2 separate regions of the Mus musculus genome follow, and region 2 is linked to region 1. The links are chromatin contacts, called in public Hi-C maps. All regions are on one chromosome and are shown on one strand. Each heading gives the region's core, a stretch centred on a gene start, on an enhancer-like site or on the middle of the called end of the contact. The rest is flanking DNA. Distances are from core to core; before and after follow the strand shown. Region 1 overlaps Gmpr (guanosine monophosphate reductase). Region 2 overlaps Atxn1 (ataxin 1).

Region 1 (7,711 bases), core at 2,118-4,617:
TTAGACCTTGTAATCATACCTCTGCCTGTCCCACGCTTGCTGTGGTAAATGCTAGCAGAATGTAAGTCAGTGCTTCGTACAAAGATGCTGGGTCTATATTTCTAGCCCCTCCCATAAAGGACAAGAATACACAGTGGCTCTAGCCAGACTGGTGGACACAGCCTAAGCCATGCAGTAGCCATACCTGTACTCGGCGACGCCTCCTGCGTGTTTCTTCATGGCTGTGTCTGAGCTCATGCCATAGAAGAGTTTCAGCTTCTGCCCGTTCCTCTCGATCACCTCACCTGCACACTCGGTGTGGCCTGAAAACATGCCTCCCAGCATGACAAAGTCTGCACCAGCTCCTACACGCCAACGAGTGGACAGAAGGACAGGGCAGAGGTAGGCTCAGAGAGTATAGCATCATCTAGAAAGAGGGTCTTGTCCATTTCATGCTCCCTGACTCTAAGCATGGTTCCGTGTCCATCTAAGACTGAAGACTGAAGGAAATGAGGGAGGGGAGAGACAGTCAGGAGTGCCTTGAATGGATCAGGGACTGGCTATGAAACCTTCCAAACAGGTCTTGCTCCTTTACATCCAGAGAGGCCTGGAAGATTGCGTGCATCTTACAAAGCATATCCTATGACCTTGAATTCGGTACTCTGACTGCAGGCTGGGGATGAAACTCAGTTTCCTATCATTCAGGAGGCCCTGGGTTTGATCCCAGCATAAACCAGGCATGGTACCATTTGCTTGTAATCTCAGCACTTGGGAGGCGAAGGCAGGAGAACAAGAAGTTACTCAAGATCATCCTTGGCTATATATATAGCTAGCCTGGGCTACTTGAGACCTTATGTCAAAACCAAAAACAATTCAACAAAATTTCAATTGATTTTCTATATTGCTGCCCTTGGATAACTATGGGTGTCAAATATGATGCATTATACAGTTCAGTTTGTATGTTGCAAGCTGAGGCCTCTGGGAAGTCATGCAGGTTACAGACATGAAGTTCTCGGTAGCCCTGTAAAACAATTGCTCTTTCCCTATGTGAAGGCTCAGTCAACCTATAGTACAGCAGGAAGATCCTCTCGAGGGCTCAGGCAAGTACTGATGCATCTTGGGCATCCCACACTCCTCAGCCATGAACCAAATTAACTTCTGTCAACTGAACAGTGGACTAAGAATTGAGACACTAACAATGATTTTTCCCTCGGAGTCACCAAGGGTTCCATTTGGAACTAAACTGGTCCATAACAGAATGCAACAGCATCTTTTATTTGTCTGATACAACTGTCATCTCCGAGGCCCACTGCCTCAGTCTGCTAACCTAGGCCTAGCCCTGGATGCTTCTAGCCTCTGGACAATCTAACCTAGGCCTAGAATGTCTTCAGCTCCGAGACTTGCTGCTGAATAAGCTCACCCTTTCTTGTTCTGCCTGAACTCTGGCTGGCTGGTTCAACTCAGCTGTTCTGACTCAAAATTCCTCTCCAAGCTGGCGGATTCACTCTGGACCTCTAACTGAATTGCTCTGCTTGGCCTCAAACTCTGAAAATCTGTTCCCATCTTCTGGCTTCTTCTCGTCTCTCTGGCTCGTTTTGTCTTCCCCTGTGTCGTAGCTTGTTCTCTCTGCAACCTGTCTCTACAACTCTCCAGTGAAACCGTCTCTTTCCTCTCTCCATCTGTGTGGCTCCTCCTTATGTTGCCTCCCCTCTCTCCTCATGAGAGTTGGGCATGTCCTATTCTGTCAAATCTTTCTCTGATTCATCACATTGTCTGCCACTCCATTAGACATCGCTTTCAAACATGGCTGGCTTCTTCTACAAACTAAATTTACCTTCATTGTTTGGGATTAAAGAGGTGGACTAAGAACATGTCTATATTCCAGCTAGAGGGATTAGAGGTGTGTGCTAAGGACTGAGCCACACCACAATTAGAAATAGTTCCCTCACCCCATTCCCCATCCCCCAAGTAAATAACACAATCTCAGGGCTCATGGTGTGATCAAATATCCTGCAAATGGATGCCGAGTAACAGGGTGAATGACAGACCAATAGTAGGTGAGAAGCAGCCTTGATGTCTCTGCTGGGGTCATCTGAACACTTATAAGGAAACACACACAAGCCCAGGGTAAGCACTAAGTCAATTCTACTCTGCTCCATCTGTTAGAAGGCGATGCTGTGTGGAGCTGACCCTGGTAAGCAAGGCATGGACTCCACAGTGTGCCACTAGCAGCTCTCAGACACCAATGCTGACCCCCGCCTCCCGCTGTGATTTTTTTTCTTGTTTTATTTTCAGACAGGGTTTCTCTGTATAGCCCTGGCTGTTCTGGAACTCACTTTGTAGACCTGTTTGAGGCTGGTCTCGAACTCAGAAATCCGCCTGCCTCTGCCTCCCGAGTGCTGGGATTAAAGGCTTGCGCTACCAAGCCTGACTCCGCTGTGATTTTTAAGGAGGCAGTGAGATAACTAGTCTGGCCAGACCTTCAGATGAAGAAAGTCACCAGCAGGAACCCTGAGCACAGATCTGCTCTACACAACTGCTTAAACTGGTTCCCGGTGATTTGTATTTCTCAACGCTCAAATTGCTTCCCAGCTGGCTTTTCCTAGACGAGGTCCTGCTCTCTTTCCTTGGTGCATGCAGGACTACACTTTAAACAGAGCAGGTCAAAGGCCTGAGGAAAGCTGAGGACAGCACCAAGCCTGGGGACATGGTACCTCCTGAAGGACTGTAGCTTTTTAGTGTGTTTAGCTCCCACTTAGTACTGTGGTCCATGGGGCATACCCGGAGGAAGCCCACACTAGGTAATGCTTAAGGATAAGGCCCTGCAGCTAACTGTGGGACTGTGACCTTGTCATACCCTGGATAGGCAAGATAGAAGAGGGTTTGTTCTCTCTTTCACAGCAGATCTAGGGGCAGGCATTTTTTTTTTATGCTATACGTTGGGTTGCTAAGAAACTGAGCCAGCAGGATCCTCCTCTATCACTGCTGTAAAAACAGACCAAGGGCTGGTGGGATGGCTCACCAGGTAAAGGCACTTGCTCACAAGCTGAAACACCCCCAGACCCACACGGTGGAAGGAGAGAGCTGATTACTATACAATGCACACAAATACAACGTAACTCTAATGTTTGTGTTGTTGTTACTATGACAAAAAGTTTTCTACCACAGTGTGTATGTGTGTGTGGTGTTGTATAGTGTACAGCTGAACAATCTGAGGCTGGGCAGGTAGTTCCCGTTTGTGGAAAGGGGGCAGCACATACGGGCTCAGCAGCTCTGTTTTACCCCCCTTCTTGTGAGATGTTAGTGTGTGGCACAAACAGGGAGCCCAGAAGCCCTACAGCAGAGACCTTGATGGGTTACAGCAGACACTACTGCCCTCTAGTGGGAGGCAGGCCTGGTCAACCTTCCACCAAGACTGGATCCAGCCAGGATGAGGTGGGGGCTGCTCCAGGTGGTGGTATCTGCACAGCGGAGCCAGAGTCACGGGAGCGAGCGCTGGGCATTCCCCTCTCTTACTGAAAACATCACAAGCCGACCCACTCCTAGCTCGCCATCCCCATTCTGGGCTCCCGGCTTGCTCAGCAACAGACCCGAAGCAAGCTGAGCCGGGAATTGGTTAGACAGAAATGAAACCCCCCGGCAAAGAAAAGTCCCGATGAGCTCAGAAGCCCCTCGGGGGTTCCCTTCTCCATCTGGTTCTTCCAAGCTATCCAGAGCTCCTCCTTCCCTGTCAGCCCCTCTCCCCCTTGTGGCAGAGCTGTGTCCCTCGTACTTACCAAAGGCTTTGGCGACATCTCCTGGACATGTGCAGCCTCCATCCTTCAAAGGAAGGAAGGAGAGAATATCAGTAAGGTGGGAACAGGCCAGACCATGCTCACCAGTGAGGAGGAAGTAACCAGGAACTACCTCCCATCCCTACCCAAGCAGCTGGCCCAACACTACCCTCACTTTGACGGTCAGAGGCCGTCACCCCTGCCCATCCACCCTCTGGTCTCAAGCACCTATGTCTGGGGAGGAGGACAAAGTGTGTCAGACTGGCCACTGTCCCCCGCTACACCATTATATAACATGCCCAGCCACTCCCTGCTCCCTCCTCCTCCCCGCTCAGAAGCCACCCCTCCCTGCCTACAGAGAGGTGAGATTTTTTTTTAGTCTGAGCGCTAGATTATTTTAAGAGCTGAGAAAAAGGGCACGGAGCTGGCTCCTCTATCTTCTCAGCTGCCTTGCATCTCCAGTCCATCAGATGTCCTTAAAAACAAGTGCTCATTGCTGACATCCACTCTGCCCACACAGCACAGGCTGGCCTCACAGGCAGCATGATAAGCTGCAAGCTTAGGTTACAGTCACTGACTCAAAGTTCCTAGGATACAGCCTTTACGTGCTTCCTTATTAGCGAGACCCCCAATGTGCAGGCTGCGATTTACTATCCTAGCAGAGCCTGGGTGATATGGAAAGAGAAGGGTGCCAATGCTCTCGAGTGCCAGCAAAGCACAGAGAGACAGACAGCCCGGGAAGGAACAGGAAGAGATGGGGACAGTGAACAAAGTGACAGGGATGTAGCCAAGCACAGCGTGGGCTTGACAAACGCCAAGACCTCAGAAGGAAGGCCCTGTCTTCATAAAGTGGGAGCCAGCTACACGGAGCTGGACATTTGGTTTAGGAACACATTATGTCTGTGGGGTAACAGGTGAAAGTCGGCAAGGCAACCACCTCTTGAGTTGCAGGTGGGGACATCTAGCTACAAGAGGGGCAAGACCCTTCCTTGCAAAGAACATCTCACCCCGAAAGTACTAGGCTCTGTGACTCGACACTCTTCTGTTTGGCCGGAGACAGAGTCTCACTATGTCAACCTCCTGGGTGCTGGGACTACAGGCCTGCACCCCCCACACACACACACACATACACTAAGGATAGTCTTTCTCCATCACCTAATTGGCCCTCACACTCCAAGGAGGAGGGTTCAAAGCCTGCTGCTTAGCTATCCTTGCTGATAGATGTCTGTGAGCCTATCACTCAGAATGCAGAGGCAGGAAGATTCAGAAATCAGAGACAGACATCATCAATATATATGTATAATATATATATATATATACACATAATATTATACATATAATATATGTGTATATATTATATGTACAATATATATATTATAAGTATAATATATGTGTATATATTATATACTACACATATAACACATGTATGTTACATATTATATGCATAATATATATACATATATATTATATGTATAATATATATGAGCATAAACAAAATGTTTTTATGCTTGCAGCTCTGATCAGTGGGGAGGTGCTGAAGACTCAGTCTTTCCTTCCAAACATTTCTAAGGGTAAATACTTGCTCAGTCAAGTGCATGGTTCTCGAGTGGCTCCCGTGAAGCCTGACTATTTTAAGAGTCAGATTCTCTGGACAAGGTATCTGGGCAAAGCCCTCAGTGTGACATCACAAAAACCATGTGACTGCTTCCAGGCTTGTTTCTCTTCGCCTCCAAATGTTTGCTTTCCACTTCACATGTCCCTTGCTTACCCCGCTCGCTTTCTAGAGTTTTATCTTAGATAAAAACCAGCTCCAGGAGCTGGTTGGGCGGCTAGAAGTGGAAGCTATGCAAACCCATGGCCCAAGTCAGTCCTAATCCAATCCCCAGAACCCACGTGAAAAGCAGGATGTGGTGACATGTCCCCATGATCCCAGCATGTGCCCGTGAGCCCAGCGTTCCCCTGATGAGATGTAGAGACAAGAATCAGGCAGAGAAAGTTATGAGGCAGCTAGCCTGGGGTACACAGCACAGCAACAAGAGACTGTTTCCACATGGTAGGAGAAAACGGACTCCCTAAAGGTGTCCTCTGACCTTCACTCGTGTGCATGGGTTATATAGACACAAAAAAGGCATAAAAATTAAAGCCAGCGCTACACACAGGACTGCAACCCATAATCAGATTACATAAACGCAAGCTTTTGTTTGTCGCTGAGTCCCCAGCAATGTGACTTCAGAATACTCTTTGCGCACTCCTAAGTAGCTTGGGACTACACTAGGATTTATCATGTGAACACCTGAAAAAAAAATCACAGGATGGTGGTCAGAACTAACGCCTGTCTCAGAAGCCCATTGTCACTGAGACCTCAAGAAATGCTTCAGGCTGGAGATATGGCTCAGCTGATAGGCATACTGCTCTTCCAGAGGACCTGGGTTCAATTCCCAGCACCCACACAACGGTTTACAACCATCTGTACTAGGGGAGCTGATGCCTTCTCTTCAGGCTTCCGCAGGCACCAGGCACACACCTGGTACAGAGATATATGTAAGCAAAAACAATTATACACATACCATTTTTTAAACTAAAAAAGCAGACAAGCCTATTTTCCAGTGGACCCAAAGTCCTTGGTTAATGTGGCTGCATAATACCATGGAGAGAGTATTTTATCCACGGTCTTGTCTGTTCACGTTGCTGGTGTGTACACTTACGAGAAACGGGTGATGCACATCCAACATGCCAGAATACAAGAGGTGTTGAGTGCAAAGCAATTTAACATGCTTTATCAAGAGGCTGAAGTTGGCACCTTCTACAGTTTACAGTTCAAGGAATCCCATGATGCTCTAGGAAGACAGAACATGGAGTACCCTCCTGTCAACTAAGATAGTCAGCTGCTAAGAAATTGTAAAACAATTGAGTCTTGGGCAAATATGCAAGGCAGGAATTGACAATCTTTGCTTGTCTTGTTTCTCAACATGGCTAGCGTTATATTTAAGGACAGAAGGCATCATGGGATAGGAGTGATTTGGTTCAGGGATTGCTGGCATGCCTCTTCTGATTAAAAATAGTTGCTCAGGGACTGAGGTGATGGCCCAGCTGGTCAATCGTTTGCCTCCTAATTGTGAGGACCTGGGTTTGAATACCCAGAACTCATGTTAACAGCTGAGTGCAGCAGCCCAGACTGGCTGTCTCCACATAGCCACAGAGGCCTGAAGACAGGAACCTCACACGCCAGACAGCTAACCTTGCCTGTCTAGGACAGTTCCAGGCCAATGAAAAACAATGTCTCAAACAAAAGGTGGGAAGTACCTGAGGGCTGACACGCGGCTCAAACACACATTATGGCTCAGGCCTCTGTAGAGAGGATGGTGTGAGAAGGCATGGGGCAGGGGGAGAAAGGAACTCAAAACCAACTGCTTCTCCCTGGCCAAGGGAACTCACTTATTCTCTCATTCACACCTTAGAAACCCAACACGATCTCCCCTCAGCTGGCAGCAGCAGCCATTTAAGATGTGTATGTGACACAGAGCCACTGAGAGCCCTGATGGCGAAGATGGTAAAGGGACTTACAGTCACACCTGAGGCTTTGGGGGCTCTGGTGCAACTCTGTCCTCCAGATGTCACAAAACTGGGGTGGGGGGAGAACCAGGATGGCCTGCACATGAGAGACCCTGGAAAGCTCAGGCCTGTTAACATGTCCTCCTAGACAGAAGGGGTGGGGACGGTTATCAGAGCCACTCTGTAGAGTCCAGCCACACATGCCTTCCTACCCAGCTGCATGTGGTGTAGCTGTGGTTGGAATTGCCTTCAGGCAGTGCTGTGAGGTGATCACTCATGCTGGGGTAGTTCACACACACACACACACACACTCCTGTAACTACTTGCCCCTGTGAAGTAAGCCCCAATAATTATTGGTTCACAAAACTGCATTTGGATGGGATCATTTCTTCATTCAGGCATGGGTG
Region 2 (7,711 bases), core at 1,323-3,822, 210 kb before region 1:
TACACTGCAAGAGATGATACTTCCTGTGGTTTGGCTTCTGAAAGCAAATGCATTAAAGTCTAATCTTAAGCCTTGGGGGTTATTCAGAACCGGGCTTCTTCATGTTATAATTACCTCACTCTGCCATCCTTTCCCCTAAGACTACACCTTTGAGTGTTTGAGGAACGGAAGGAAGGAGGACAGTTGAACAGCAGAGGTTTAAAGCTCACTTATGCAAAGCCCTTCATTTTCTGATTCTCTCTGCAGGCTTGGGCATTTCTTGTGAAGATTTGGCATCTATTGTAAGCCTGCTTTCCTGGGGAGTATGGCAAGCCTGTAAGGAGAGAAGGGATCTCTCTCTCTCTCTCTCTCTCTCTCTCTCTCTCTCTCTCTCTCTCTCTCTCTCTCTGTGTGTGTGTGTGTGTGTGTGTGTGTGTGTGTGTGTGTGTGTGTGTGTGTGTAGTTTGCATGTTGTTTCTCTGAAGGATCCCATCAGGCAAGATCTTGTCTTCCTTCTCTTTGGAGAATGTTCATTTATATTATGTAAAACATTTAGGTTGGGTTTTTGTTGTTGTTGTTGTTGTTGTTTTGTTTAAAGAAACTTTCAGTGTAACATGTTGAGGTAGTTGGTTCTAGTTTAGATGGGAAAAATAAACTCATCATGCAAAGTAATCAGAGAGGTTATGTAATTATGCGAGCCCCTGACTCATTAACATATGACATCCTATCTCACAGAAAGCATCTCATTTCTTTGGTTTTTTTGTTTGTTTGTTTGTTTGTTTGTTTATTTGTTTTTTATGGCTCCTGAGAATTTTTTTGTGAAGTCCATGAAAGTACTTTTGAAAATCTGCTAGAAGATGATGGTCAACTATTATAACTAAGTCACAAGGAATTGTGTCTTGTCCCAGGAATTCCATGTCCTTGTTTAGCAGTCAAGACAGGGAGACCTCAAAAGGGGTTGGGGGAAGTGACAAAGTTAAGATCGAAACTCAGGATTTCCATCCTCTATAACATGTATTTTCTGAACCAATACTGAGGACCACGGCCCAATTCCAAAGACCAGAGGGAGGGCCAAAAGTGAAAGAGGCATGAGGGGTGCCTGGAGAAGACTTGGAAGAGAGCCCCTAACTCATTAAGGAGAAGATTTGAATCTCAGCCAGGCTTCAGCCTAGAGTTCTCTGAGTTAGACCTCGGGCTGCTGAGTGAGTTTACAATTGTATGCTTCCTACTGAAATGCTGAGGAATTCAGCAATGGGCCAGGAATTCACTTGGAGGTATAAGATCAGCCATGAGTCAGCACTTCACTGACTGATGCTGAGTCAGCACTCCCCTGATGCTGAGTCAGCACTTCCCTGATGCTGGGTAAGGGATATTTGGCCTTCCATTGTGAAGCTTTGTTTGAAATTTCCTATGAACTAATGCTAGGTTTCTCAAATGCGCCTCCAATTCTTCCCTGGCTCCTCTTCCCTTTGACTCTATTGTTCAGTAAGTGACTCATTCCTCTGAAAGGAAGCTAGCCCTTCCCTTCTGTCTGAGCCTAATAAATATACTCCAGGAGGCCTCCTAATACCGTGCCTCATTTTTTATTTCTTAGCAGATCATATGATGGATGGCTGTACTTTTATAATAAATTCAAAAGCCTCCCCTCAGTCCTCACCAGTTTGAATTGCACAAAAGAACATGAAGATAAGAGTGCTTTAAAATAAATCTCAGCTAATTATACATACAACCGCATTCACTAAGTGGGAATATTTTCAGGCCTTTCTATGCTACCCTGTGCCACCTGCTCCCAATGTAAATGGGCATAAATTTAGTTCCATTAAACAAAACACAGCAACTCTTCTCGGGTAGCACAGTCCTTTAGTCCTATTTCCGAGTTGGGAAACTATCTGTTGTGTTCCCTCATCAATGCTGGGCCTGTGTTAACCACACCACAAGGCTGTTTACTTGCATAGCTTGCGATTTTGCTAGCAGGCAAATAGGGCTGTGTCTTAGAAAAGTACTTACAGACTTGATGGCATCTGAACTCCGAGTTCCAGCAATTATGTGTCCCCATGAGTTGCGGAATACACACATTGGATTCTTCAGCTCATTAGGATCTTTTTTTTTTCTTTTTCTTTTTTTTTCTTAGACTGGCATCTTCACTTCGCTAGGAACATAATAAGGTCGCTTAGGAGGAATCCATTCATCTGTTATTGATTTCTGATGTCTGTTAGTCTAGACAGGGTGTTTCTTTGAGAATAGGAGAGTTAGAGCCACAATCAAATGAATCTCAGTTGTCAAGCTCTTTCTATGGCTGGCCTCCTTTGCTGTCTCCGGAATAGACTGGGTGTGGTAGCTCACTCAAGTAATCCTAGCACTCAAGAGGCTGAGGCTAGGGTCTGAGGCCCTCTTGGGCTACATAATGAAGTCAAGACTAACCTGGGCTACCCAGTCAAACCCTGTCTCAAAAATGGGGAAGTTCAATTGCTACACATAGGTGGTGTACACTGGCCCTGTTCTCAGATAAAGCATTTCCCTTCCCCAATTCCTTTTTCACTTGGTGTCTGGACCAGAAGACCTCAGCATCATGTCACACAAGTCAGGAAGTCCAGCTGTGCTCATCTGTCAAGAAAGGAGGAAGCTGCCTATCTGTCCCTGACTAAGGCTGAGTTTTTCCTGATCTTACCACCCCGTTTCCATAGCACCCCCCACCCCACTCCCACACCCTTGCCCCACATTCCTTTCCATTTTGTCCATTCAAAAACTCCTTCCTCCCTTAGAAAAGCTAAAAATACAAGCAACACTTTTCAAGGAGCCTCCCTTATTAGGACCGCATAGTTCAGCTGCTGGCGAAAGGGAGCCCTTCATTATCCTGACTGCACAGGGCTGTGTCTTACAAGTTTTCTGCTCTCTCCTCTGAGATGGTCACCCTCACCCAAGCCCCATTAGCTTTTCCATGGTAATAGAAGGTGACAAAATGCTTGAGGAAACCCCATGTCTACATATGATGGGGACCCCATGGCACTACAGAGAGCTGTGTGTATAGGTTCAAAGATCTTAAAGTCTCTAGATCTTCCAGCCATTGTTAGTGGGGAATTGTCAAATGATTATGGCTATACTCTAGACATGAAGCCCCCAGGATCACGGACTCACTCGTGGGTTGCCAGGAGTGTGCTGACTTGAAGAAAAAGTTCCGGGGAGCGGGGGGAGAGGGGCAGTCTGGAGCTGAAGTTCCCAAGCAGAGGTCCTGTTGTGTGTGATCCTGAGACACAACTTGGACACAGCCTGGACAGCTGGCTCTGATTACTGTGGGAACAGTGTGAGGAAGGCCATTGTCAGATTCCTCAGGGCTCAAAGGCACCGCCTTCCTAACACACTTGATCCCTGCTGGCAAGGAAAGACAAGGAACGAAGGAGTGTGGGATAGACAGGGTAGAGAAGGCCAAAGGTTGGAGTAAGCCGACGACTTCTGGTTTCTCTTGGTTTGGAAGCAAGGCTCAAAGCTGTTCTGTGACCCTCTCAGCCTGGTGTACTAAGACTTAAAGCCCCTAATGCCCTCTGTGCCTCTAGTCATTTTTTGTGTGCTAGACTTGATAATGAAAAAAAGAAATTGTTCATATGGTGTTCCTGTCTCTCACCTGGCCCCTGCCTGGACAAGGTCCTTACTAGTTAGTTTTCTAGCTGCTGTGATAAAAACAGCTGACAAAGGCAGCCTACAGTAGGAGGAGTTAGGGAAGGATATAGATCATCATGCAGAAAGGGCATGGTAATAGAAGCAGTTGGTCGAGTTGTGTCTGCAACCAAGAAGCAGGAAGCAGACCAGAAGTAGGACTGGGCAACGAATCACAAGGCCTGCCCCCAGTGGCCCACTTCCATCATTGAGAATCAGTCTCCAAAAAGCTCCACAGCATTCCAAAGCAGCATCGCCCACTTCAAACCAGTGTTTCAACCCATGAGCTCATGAGAGGTGTGTCACACTCAAACCATAACAGTGTCTCGCTCTTAACTCAGTCTGGCTTTGAGCTTCCTATCCTCCCCACCCCCACCCCTGCCCCCACAGCCTTCTCTGTGCCAGAAATTACAGGCGTGAGCCGCCACGCCCAGAAAAATAGAATTTCTGTGCAATTTCACATGCCACAATCAAGTTCTCTGATTCCAAAGCTTCTTGATGCTTTAAGCACAGATCTGACTAGCACACGGGGTCTCTAGTGACCTTCTGAGGAGTTAGTGGTGTTTAGCCCCAAGCCCAGAGGTCAGCAACGAGCTTAAACTCAAGGACAAAGCTCTAAAAGCATTAGCTAGCAATGCTTGAGAAGGCAGACACTCTAGAGAGCCCTCACTGTGCCAGACTTTGGGGGTTTTGAGAAAATAGTTGAGGGTCAGAGAGATGGCTCAACTGGTGAAGTCTCTTGGCACCAAACCTGATGAATTGAGTTTAAAATGTAGAACATACACAAGGAAAGGAGAGAAACCACCCCCTACGAATTGTCCTCTGACCTCCACATGCCTGTTGAAGCATGCCTGCCCCCACCAAAACAAACAAACAAACAAACAAACAAGCAAGCAAGCAAATAATGTAAAAGACAAGGTTTAAGATAAAATAGGGACTGGAGAAATTGCTCCGCAGATAAGAGTACTTGTTCTTACAGAGGACCTGGGTTCAGTTTCCATGACCCATGTGGTAGCCCATAACCTTCTGTGAATCCAGTTCCAGGAGATATAATGCCCCCTTATGACCTCCTCGGACACTGCAGGCAAGCAAATACTCCAAATGTAAGAATCTTAAAAACTAGTAGCTGAAATCATGATGCCCAGTACACTAACCATCAATGCCTAGGCCTTCAATCACAGGGCTGTGATTCAAGGGCCATTTAGAAGATTAGCACATAGGTAAGCAATCATTTTTTCCCTCCTGGCGTACTGTCCTGTGACGCTCACAGGACCTTGGTTTAGGGTGTGATGTCAGACTTTTGTGCTTTCCTGTGAGCAGGTGTATGGTGGGTTGCCTTGTCCCATCCCAAACGAAGAGAACAGAAACAGTGCTTCTGCGTCCGAGCTTAGTCAGGTTCCAGTGTTGCTGTCTTTCCAGATGTGGCAAAGGGCACCATAAACGACTGTTCCTCAGGAAATAGGCACCAAGCCACAGTGGCCTCCCTGCTTACCTCTCCCCCGCCCAACCCCTGGCCTGGAATGATGTGGTGGCCTCGGGACAGGAAAGAGATGAGCAGAACCGAAGCCATAGCTCCACTCTGTGCACACCGCTTGCCCCATATTTCTAACTCGCCATCTTTTCAGTTCCAAACCCTCTGTGTTAAGTAAATGCTCCATTGCTGTGAAGAGTGTGTGCAGCTCCTGGTGAACCACGCTAGGTTTACACTTCAGAAGCAGCAAGGTGTGTGGCTTGGCATTGTTGGCATATTTCTTTGCAGGAAGTATACATGTGTGTGAATGTGTGTCTGTGTGTGTACGTGCATATGTATGTATATACATTAGTGTATGTATATATATGCATATTTGTGTATGTACATGTGTATATATGTGTATGTCTATGTGTGTAAATATGTGTATATATGTGTTTGCATGTGTATATTTGTGTAACTCTGTATGTGTGTACATGTGTGTATTGTGTTCATGTGTGTATATATGTTTGTATGTATGTGAATGCATGTATGTATGTATTCATGTGCTATGTATGTACAAGTTCATATATATATACATACACATATATGTGTGTATATATATATATATATATATATATATATATATATATATATGCACACACACTTGTGTGTGTGTGTATGCATGGATGTGGTCAGAGAACAATTTCAAGACACCATCTCGTGTTGTTTCTCAGAGTACCACCCATCTTATTTTTTGAGACTATGGACTTTCCTTGGCCTGAAACTCTTGAGTGGCTAAGCTGGTGGCCCAGTGAGCCCCAGGGAATCTCCTGCCTGGCCTCCCCAATGCTGGTGTTACAAGCACATGCCACCACACCTAGAAACATGTGTTCTTGGGTGAACTCAGGTCCTCATGTTTGCAGAGCATGGGGTCATTTGCCAACTGAGTGGTCCTGAAGTGTCTCTCTCTTCTGGCAATACACCAGGGCCCTCCTAGCACTTACCAATGACTGCCCCCTACTGCTCCAGAGCATTGAGTACAACTTGGTGTCTGCCTTGGAGAAAGCCTTTTTCCCCTGAGTCCCGGGGTGAGCTCAGTGAAGTGTGTAAGTTAAGGCTGTCAAGACAGGATGACGACAGGGTGGAAGGCAGGATGAAACTGCAGCCTGACTCCTAATGCCACCGCTTCTCCTTCCCTTGCTGAAGCTTAGCGCTCTCTGCTATTTGAAGAGAGCAATTTAGATTTATATTAAGGAATGCATAAGTAGGTTTCTGTGATGAAATCTCATCTGAATCAACTGTGGAGAGTGTATGCTAATGAGTGTGCACAGGGCCTCCCTTCCGGAAGCAGCCGCCCCCCCTCAACTCCCTCACCCACAAGACATCCGAAAGGAACTCAGAACTCAATCTGTGGGGAAAGGTTAGCCCCCTTTCCCTGTCTCTCAGTATCACACCTCTCCTTGTAGAGCCGTAAAGCACTTGACAAGCCTTCAAGTAATTCCAGGTGATGGATTCCCCCCACCCCGGGAGACCCATAAGAGCTGGTTTTACATAGAAGCACATATGACTTCAGTTTCAATCAGAGTATTTGACTCTCTCGCATCGCTTGGCATCACCAGAGCCGCCTTTAGCTTCCCCTGCAGTTCACACTCTCATTCTTCTTCTTAGAGTTTTGGCTGCTCACTGGTAAGATGTCAGAAACCTTTAGAGTCAGCCATGCCAATGTGCAACTTTGGCCAAGGCACTTTTCCTGGGTGGGACACAATTTCCTTGTCTAAGTGAGGAGTCTGGCTGAAGACTCTTGGGGCGGAGGACTAGTCCCCACCTCTCTGATGTTCTGTAACCTCCATGGCTTTGTGCTTGCGGGGAGTCAGTATGAACCTCCAGTACTTGTACATCTTGCAGAATGGCCCCGTCTTCCTGCTCTACTTTCTATCATTCCTTGAAAGGTGCTCAGATTGGGTTCAAGGCTTTTCAGTCCTGGTAAACAAGCACACAAAACCCAAAACCCGTGGTCACACCTTGACTTCCACCCCAACTACTGATGAATATTCAGACCACCAAAAGTTGTGGGTTTCTGGAGGTCAGCAGGAAAATCCCTCAGGGCTGGAAATGGACAGGCACAGACTAGATCCCGAGAAAGAAATAGAAAAGCTTGAATGGTTGAGCCAGGCCAGAGGGCTCTTGCCTTTCTCCCTAGGGCTAGAGATATCAATGGGACATAAAGGAAGGTAACAGGTTACCCCTCTCTTCTAGTTTCAGTGGAGTTAGGGTCAAGGCCATCCTGCTACTTCTCTTTGCTGTGGATAAAGGGGTCCTAGAGGTGTCCCCAAAGACTTTATACAAATCCTTTCTGTCTCCCACAAGCCTTCAGGCTTCAGGCTCCTTCAGTCTCTCTGTGAGATCAGTTTGCTTATTTAGCTCTGCTGTATGTCACAGTTATATAATGTTTCTGCAAAAGAAAAACGCCATGGGTTTTGTATTTTTTTTGAAAACTAAAGGTATGTATGCAGTGGGAGAGGTTGTGTGCAAAGCAGCACGACCTTAGATGAGTCATGTGATTTCCTCAAACCTCACCTCCTTTATCTGGAAGTGAGGCTTATCAGGGGCTCTTGCTCTGTCTTGTGAGAT

The links. Hi-C and Micro-C count contacts between places; a contact is called where the count stands out from the background.
Region 2: a contact with region 1 is called in a Hi-C map of cortical neurons, with 3 times the contacts expected there. The contact joins two enhancer-like sites. A contact is called at or near these places in 2 of 484 Hi-C or Micro-C datasets (cortical neurons and embryonic fibroblasts) and 2 of 9 other capture datasets (liver and pancreatic islet).

What each region holds. Positions count from the first base shown.
Region 1 is chr13:45,535,112-45,542,822 of GRCm38.p6, reverse strand. It overlaps Gmpr (guanosine monophosphate reductase), which reads right to left. Exons shown (of 9, transcript NM_025508.5): 7 at 3,756-3,798; 8 at 185-344. Among named protein-coding and RNA genes, the nearest start is that of Gm34582, 14 kb to the right of the region's middle. Within about 2 kb of position 3,367, at least 86 of the 459 cell types and tissues checked have an H3K27ac peak or open chromatin away from gene starts, as enhancers often do. A contact at or near this core is called in cortical neurons and embryonic fibroblasts, where this site is marked.
Region 2 is chr13:45,745,007-45,752,717 of GRCm38.p6, reverse strand. All of the region lies in intron 4 of Atxn1 (ataxin 1), which reads left to right. Among named protein-coding and RNA genes, the nearest start is that of Atxn1, 220 kb to the left of the region's middle. Within about 2 kb of position 2,572, at least 77 of the 459 cell types and tissues checked have an H3K27ac peak or open chromatin away from gene starts, as enhancers often do. A contact at or near this core is called in cortical neurons and embryonic fibroblasts, where this site is marked.